Regions from separate parts of the Gasterosteus aculeatus genome. Here region 2 is linked to region 1. Evidence: chromatin contacts called from public Hi-C data. All regions are on one chromosome and are shown on one strand. Each heading gives the region's core, a stretch centred on a gene start, on an enhancer-like site or on the middle of the called end of the contact. The rest is flanking DNA. Distances are from core to core; before and after follow the strand shown. Region 1 has its middle 6.0 kb from the start of LOC120830473. Region 2 holds the start of LOC120831355 (interleukin-1 beta).

Region 1 (4,066 bases), core at 748-3,247:
TCGAACACGCTATGATGGGAAGAACAGGGAGTGTTTTATTAAACATGGGATGTGACACTCATGCATTCATAGTTATTAAATGTCTATTCCTCCCTCAGAATGATCCAGTTCTACACGGTGGCGTGTGTGAATGCCAGAGCGCCACACCTCAACGCCTCCTGCAGCTGGTTGCCTCGCCCTCGCTGCATTAGTTTGACACCGAAATCAAATTCCTTAGATGGAAATCACACAAACGAAACGTTGGAACGGAAACAGGACGGGGGACGCAGAGGCCCCCCATGTTCAGATGGGATCCTCTTTTGTAATTAACAAGCCATTTTATTTATTTCAATCTGCAAAGCGACTTGACTGATGTTTGTATTTGTTCTACACGGTGAAAATACCCCACGGATAAAAATCTGCCTTTTGAAAACAGGTTTTAACCACAGAACTTATTTCGGGCATTTAGCAAACTCAGACCGGAGTTTTAGAACTCCTTCCTGCACCGCTCTATCCGAGGTGATTCTCAAAACGTACAATACAACCACAGTAAATGTCACATTTCATGCTAGCATTAGCCGAAGCCTAACATGAAACAGGAAATAAAAGACATTCCTGTCATGGCCAGAACACAAGATAACTGATTTGATTGATGGGTTCTTTGACTCGGCTGGTGAGACGGCAGCGACTCGGCCCAAGTGAAGGACAGCTGAGGATACGTCTGCCCTCCCCCCCACTGCATACAAGCTGTCCAACATCGGGCAGCGGTTGACAGATGAGGAACCAGATGTTTTACATCTGCTGCTGGAGATTGTCATGAAAGTGTTTTCTTCTGAGGGGCAGTACGAGTGAAGGACAGTGTCCTCTTACTTCATCTGGAGGCCCCACAGTTTGTTTACAGCATATTAAACATTCCTAGAGGGCATGGCTGCTGGTGTGTGTGTGTGTGTGTGTGTGTGTGTGTGTGTGTTTCAAAGGAGGTAGGCAAACATTTACAGCATTTCTGGATTTTGAATGAAGGGCGTTATGCGCCGGAGGGACGAGTAGAAGCTGGATAAAGATTAGGACAAGGGTTGTAAAAGGTAGTGAGAAATTCATCTCAGTCGGATTTGAGTCACATCAATCGATAACTGGATGTTACATCACCACAACAAAGATGTTGGAGCGTTGACTTGTAATATCCGTTCTCTTGCATTCATTTGCTCAGCGCTGGGCGTTAAGAAGTACTGCTCTCGGGGAATGTAGTGAACTGCACACAGGGCTTTTGCTGAAAATACAGACTTTGGACACAATATTTGGTCAAAGTTCAATTCATGCTGCCGCACTGCCATCTCATCTCTTCGTAATGTAGACTGTGCACCTTTTTAAAAAAAAAAGTGATATCCCTGCGCTCACTAAGAAACGATGCATGCTTTTAAGCGTCAATCAAGGCCGAAGTCTTGTAGCTGCCAGAAATGTCCTTGAAAGTCCCTGAAAGCTTTAGCGGCAAACTAATCCAACTCAGTTGCCGATGACTGCAGTTTAACCCGCTTCAATCTGAACGTGCACATCCTAAACAGCTTATACTGCCCCGAGCTAAATGCTAACACGCTCACAATGAGCGTTTTCGCAATGAAAATCACATTTCATGGATCACTGCAGCGTTGGGGGTCAGTCCTCCAGCTCTCTGAGAGGTTTACGAGGAGCAAGCGCGACTTAATTAGCGGGAGACAGATGTTTGTTTCATGTTTCCCGCCAGAAGTCTTTTTTATTAAAGCGTGACCACGAGTCCTTCCTCACCAAGTTGTTTTAACCACAATAAAAAAAAAGGAAGCTCCTCAGACCGACATTTGAGTGGAAAACAAAGGCTTGCTTAACACTTTGCAGACAGCCTTAAATGTTCTTTGCGAAACGAGGGAGTTCTTTCTTGACGGCTCGCCGTTGCCGCCATATGCGCCCCGGGGCCCTCAGAGGCCTCACATCAGCAGCCGCTCTCCGTCTTGCAGGCGGAGCTGGACGGGTGCCGGGACGCTGCTGCGCTGATCTGTGCTGCTCACATGTGGCGTAGACGTGGTATTGCCTCTGCGGCGGAATTATAAGATGGTAGTGTGCTTGCAGAATGTAAGTCGCGTACAGTAAACGAGGATGATTATTGTTTTGATGACGCGGAGGAGGACATATTCCCAGCTTGGTGAATAGATGCGTCACGTACGATCGCAGTGTGATTATCGGGGACGGTACATGATCTCCTTTGCATGTGTGTCTTTTGATCCCAGCTGTTCAGTCCTGATCTTTCTTTCCCAGCCGGCGTTGACGATTAAAACCACCGGCGTAGTAAACGTGGTTTACGACCCCCTCGTCTTCCCGACAAACACCCCCTCGGCGGTCCAGATCTCCTCCTCGATTACCTCACACTTTCCTCTCCTGCCTCCTCCCCAGACCAGGAATCAGGAATCAGGAAACATTTATTAGCCAAAATATGTCAAACATACAAGGAATTTGTCTTGGCGATTAGTGCGCGACAGTAGACAGACAAGACAACAGTGCACAAGTAATAAAATAAAGTGGAATGAAATGCTAATGCAATGGGTTAGTAGAATAAGGCTATGGGTTAGTATAAAACAAGGGAATAAAGTTAAAAAAAATTAAATATTAAAAAGTTAAAAAGAAAAATATTAAGCATAAAGTGCACTAACGAACAAGTAACAGACAAGAGACAAAGTGACAAGTGACAAAGTGATGAATTGCAGTTAAAGTGGCATGTGCAGTATGAGGGGGAGTGACCGGTGGAGTGTTATAGTCAGGCATAACACTTCTCCAGGCCTCAGCTTTGCCGTCTTCAACCTAATCTGTTCTTGTCTTTTTGCTCTGTTTGCCAGCGTGACGGCCCCCGCCGGGACATGATGAGTGAGTGTTACGCGAACCCCAACCCGGCCCAGCCCTACTCATCACTCCTCTCGATGCTTACGTGCATCAACACACAAACAAGCGCTCACTGAATCACGTAACGCATCTCAGAAAGGCTTGTTGTGCGTTAACTTTCTGCGGCGTGGGTCCCTTTCCACCCTTGCATTGCATCAGCTTGTGCGGAACCTATTTGGAAGTTGATGACGAACAATGATTCTGCAAAACCCTCTGCAGGTCAAGCGGCAGGTCACGATGCATCTTGTGTGTGTTTGACTGAAAGCGCCGACGACGCCGAAGTGAAGGCTGAGCTGCGAATGATTCTCCCTCCTTTCAGAGTTTTAAAGGACTGGATTAATGAAAAGAATAGACTGTGAACTGTGCGAATGTGTTCATCTCGGGTGTCCTGCACACTTGGATCCTGCACCGGCGTTGAAGTACCGCAAGGCGGATAAACAGAGGATTTGGCGTCCGATGAGGTGTTGGATCAGGGGTCCGTTTCTACCCAGCTCGACCGGCACGTCGGCCTTTGGCCTGTTGCTGGTGGCCGCCGCTCGAGGTTCACGACCAAGATGTTTTTTAAATCGGTTTGGACAAATTCCCCGGCATGCACATTTTGGCGCCGGCTGTGGAATGCTGAATTGTGAAACCGCCTCTTGGTGTCCGATGGGATTCCATTTGCACAATGGCCAGTGTTTCACCAGATCCGCATTTCCCTCAGCTGTCATGTGTCTCTATGTAAGTGGGAAGTAACAAGCTGCATCACCAGCAGTTGACCCCGAGGAGGAGATACACCCGTGGAGCTGAGCAGTGTAAATTAGCATTATTATGCGGAATAATTGAACCTGGAATGGGATCAAGCCGCCCCCTGCTGCCCTCATTCCCTCGCCCTCATTAAAGTTTACATTATTATGAAGCAAATAACCCACGATGTAGTTGCAATGCACAGATATTTTCCCGTTGGATGAACAGAAGAACACCTCTGATGCAGATGTTGCCAAGAGGACAGCTGTTGCTTTAGAATCCAAAGCTGATGCAGTTGTCGGGTCGCTAGCAGGGACAAACCACATGTCAGCTAATTTTATTCAACACCATACATACACTTTGAATTCCCGTAGGTTGGATTTCAATGTGAAGATGTGCACATTCAAAAAAATGCAGCCCGACGTGTCGGGTGAATGCTTTTGCAATGAAATGTAGGACC
Region 2 (4,066 bases), core at 1,117-3,616, 47 kb before region 1:
GTGACTGGTCAGGAGGACCGTGGTGAAAGCGTTGTATTATTATATTATTCTATAGATTAAAATGTACGGAAAAACGTGTTGCAGTGAGATTACAGAAGTAAAGTATATATAAACAGTGAACATCTGAATAATAACCCGCTTTAGGACAATTTCTATTTGTATATCTTTTGTTTTATTTAATGGATTACCCTCTTATGATAAAGAAAAGAAGTAATTATCTGTAACTCTGTTAGCGTCTATGACAGAAGAAGCATTTTTCTCTTTTAACATATGGTCTTTTTTTAAAGGTTTACTTCCTTTTGTGGTTGATATTATCACGGATGTGGTAAAAGTCTTTGGTGGGGTAAAGGTGACGGTGTATCTTCATTGTTACCTGAAACAAACGATGTGTCACAGCGCCTGTCGAGGCCTACGCTTTAAGCCACTGAGGCATTTTGTCCGGAAACCTTAATTGACTGTTGTCCCATGACGGATGAGTGAAAGTCCTGTAGCCTTTGTTTTGTTGAATTCAAGTCCATTTATTTGCCTATTTCAATCAGATCCTTTACAAAAATCATAATGGCTCTTACTGGGTCCCTTCGATGATGCTGATAGGTCAAACTTTAGTGTATTCAGGGTCACACGTTTGGGTGGAAAGGGTTCGATAAGACAGTTCAAAGTGTTCCCACCATGATTTGAAACGTGAGATGCTTTTAAACTTCTCCATTGATCATAGTTTTATAGATGACATGTTTTACTTTAATGTTGTAATATCTTATTGTGTGTTGAATAAAACGAGGAGCTGAGTAAATATTTATCATTTAGTCATTTTGATTTGTAATTTACGGTAGTTCTCGGTTATAGAACATGGTATCGTTACAGTGTTATTATGCTGTTGACGTACGCTCTTACAGCTGTTACATTCTGCATGTTTATCGAGGTGGATTCTGACTTCCACGTGTACAAAATAGTGAGTGTTGTACTATACGAATGACTTTGCATTCTAGCATTTCATCAGAGTAAACATGGCATCATGAGTTTTTTAAATTTCAGTAACTCTATTGTGTCATTTTTTTTCTCACTTCCTTAAATGTAACTAAAAACGATGTGAAAGTAATTTCACATTGTTTTTAAAGACTGTATTTTTCCTGATTTCCTTTCCCGAGTGATTCCACCAGAAGAAGAACAACATCGTGTAACGATAATTATGACCCAACCTATTAAATACACCGGAACATGCACACGCACAGACTCACACGCACCTCAGCTGCAGACAAATCAAATCTTTCCATTACTTTTCAGGCTGCCTTGAACCGGAATTTCCTGCTTTTGCCACAACGGCGTTCTCAGAATGCAGTTGGAAGGTGTAACAGTTACACATCTTAATCTTCTTAAGATCTTTGATAAACATTAAGATGTAACACATCTTAATGTTTATCAAAGAACCCTCATAAAAAGGGGATTATGATGTCTTATGAGATGACTCTTTTTACCCAGAAACAAATCTTCACAGTTAACAAAACAAATTAGATAATAAGGCAAGAACCTATTTTGCTTTTAATATGATGTTGTCTTTTTAGTGATTTAAATTGCAATAAAAACCCATACACACACACATACATTGAGTCTCTGCTGGCCATCCCTAGATGAGTAAAATTAGCATTATATTATTAAATTCTTCTTAATAGTGAAAATCCTTTGATTGATCACCGGATACAAAACAACAGCAAGACTAATGAGGAGCGGCCGGCCGCTCGCTGAGCTCAGTGATTTATTACCAAACTATCATAGAGGTAAAAAAAGGTAAACACACTAAAGATCTGCACGTTAGCATTGTCATTGTTTGCACATTACTGGTGGGCTACGTTAGCATTCGACTCAAAGCACCCAGCAGCATGGCGGTAGACTGCAGCCGTCCTGTAAACACAACGTATTAAAGACATTCGCTCCGGATTAATTTATACTGTTTGGATTAACAAATAGAACTTTTTGAATTTAATTAAATTCGCAATAACCCTATAAAAACGCAATTTAGGGTAGCTATATAATGAATAAAAATAATCATTATTTTATAGTCTTCTCGCTTCTACAGGCAGCGGGGCCTTTGACACGCATTTAAGCATAAAAGATATCATACAGATTTACACTTGGTTTGCTGTAAAGCTTTAAGCTTAGTTTATAATATAAGCACCAGAACATCACATTCCGGCCTCCTGCACACATTGAGGTAAATTCAGCTGACGCAGCTTCTTCGTGTAAAGAGAAGTGAAGCAATGTCGATTACGCCGCCGTTATGCAAGTCTCAACAGAAAGTGCGTCTTGTGCTGCTGCTGGACATTTCGACTTCATCAAAAGAAACAGCAAAACTCCGAAAGGCTCGTTCTAAGACGTAGGAGGTTCAGGTGCAGACCACAAGACTGTGTGACAATTCATTTGGAAACTGTGACCTACGTTTAGAAGGATATTTGTATTTCTCCTGAATCAAACCGGTTTTATCCAGTTGTGACTAATTGTCAGCTTTAATCATTCCTATGTGTAATTATTATTATTACAGACGTTTAAATACAGGGTCAAGATTTACACTCTATGTTGATTTTGCAGCAGCTTTTAACAACCAGATGTTCTCCCTTTTTTCATATCATTGTGATGTTTCATTTAATCTAGTTTATAGTCTTCAACTATAGTAATATATGAGAATAGACTAAATTTACTCCAAAGGGCAGCACCTCTCTACAGCATCTGACGGAAGATTACCAAACTCCACCTGACCAGCAGCTTTAAAGCGACTACTTGTGTCTCATTTGTTTAATATGTACAACAACTGAAGGGAGAAAACACCATTGACGCTGTTTCACAAGGGTCCTAAATATGCCTAGATTACCCATAAAAGCGACAAATTTATTTTTCTCAGACTTTCTGCACGGATGAAATAAACAAAATAGTTGGTTTAAGATTCAGAGGTGAATTTCTCAACACGAAGTAGACTACAGTATTTCATCACGGTCTGTAGGGCCGTCCCACTTCCTCCCATCAAAGGAAATTCCCTCGACGGCTGCGTGTATAAAAACCAAGCAGGTCGGCACAGGCAGGCAGAACACCAGTGACTGCAGGACTGCTGCGATCTACCAGACACACCCGAAACAACTTCTTATCTACTGACTTAACAGGTAAAATGATTTCCAGTGTTTTTGTTGTTTTGACGTGGAGCGGATTTTAAATGGGAATGTTGCTTTTCTTACTTTGAAAGGACACATTCAGTGTGGTTTATTTAACATCTCTGGAGTGTCTTCGTGTTTGGTGTTTATGAAGTATTGAGTTCCAGATGCTCCGTAGCTTTAACAACTGAGTAACACAGCAAACACTATTTCGAGGTGTTGAATACAAAATCTATAAAATTGTGGGACAGAATTGTAAAAAGTTCACCGGACAATCCCGCTGCTCCTCCCTGAACGTTCTGTGGTTAAGTGACGCTGCAAATGTTTCCCTCCTGCAGACTTTCCCTTCTTCGACAAAAAGATGGAATCCGTGAGAGAAAGCAACGGCAGCGGCGCGTGGAGCCCCAAGATGCCCCAGGGAATGGACTTTGAGATCTCCCATCACCCGCTGACGATGAAGCAGGTGGTCAACCTCATCATCGCCATGGAGCGGTTCAAGGGCGACGGCTCGGAGTTGCTGATGAGCTCCGAATTCAGAGACGAGGACATGCTGAACATCATGCTGGACGGCTTAGTGGAAGGTAATCCCGCGGAGGCGACTTTTGTGTGTTTTAGTTTCAGTGTTCAGCTTTTCTGGCTTTCCTCTGGAACCCTGTGGCTGCCGTTGCCGTTCACGCTGCCGCCTTTCACAACGTCACTAACCAGGTGTGTCTCTTGTCCCCTCAGAGGAGATCGTGACGCTGTGCAGTTCGCCGCCACATCTCCAGATCAGCTGGACGGGCGAGCAGCAGTGCAGCATCACCGACCAGGAGAAGAGGAGCTTAATTCGGGTCCCAAACAGCATGCAGCTCCACGCGGTGATGCTGCAGGGCGGCTCCGAGGCCAAAAAAGGTGATTAGAAGAGAGGCGAGATAATCATTCACAAAACTGTA

What was found. Hi-C and Micro-C count contacts between places; a contact is called where the count stands out from the background.
Region 2: a contact with region 1 is called in a Hi-C map of skeletal muscle, with 4 times the contacts expected there. The contact joins the promoter of LOC120831355 here to the enhancer-like site in region 1. A contact is called at or near these places in 2 of 6 Hi-C or Micro-C datasets (skeletal muscle and whole body).

Annotation. Positions count from the first base shown.
Region 1 is chr13:20,627,827-20,631,892 of fGasAcu3.hap1.1, reverse strand. No RefSeq gene overlaps it. Among protein-coding and RNA genes, the nearest start is that of LOC120830473, 6.0 kb to the right of the region's middle. Within about 2 kb of position 1,997, at least 5 of the 9 cell types and tissues checked have open chromatin away from gene starts, as enhancers often do.
Region 2 is chr13:20,674,861-20,678,926 of fGasAcu3.hap1.1, reverse strand. It overlaps LOC120831355 (interleukin-1 beta), which reads left to right and starts at 2,366. Exons shown (of 5, transcript XM_040196753.2): 1 at 2,366-3,146; 2 at 3,473-3,715; 3 at 3,861-4,025. The coding sequence starts at 3,496.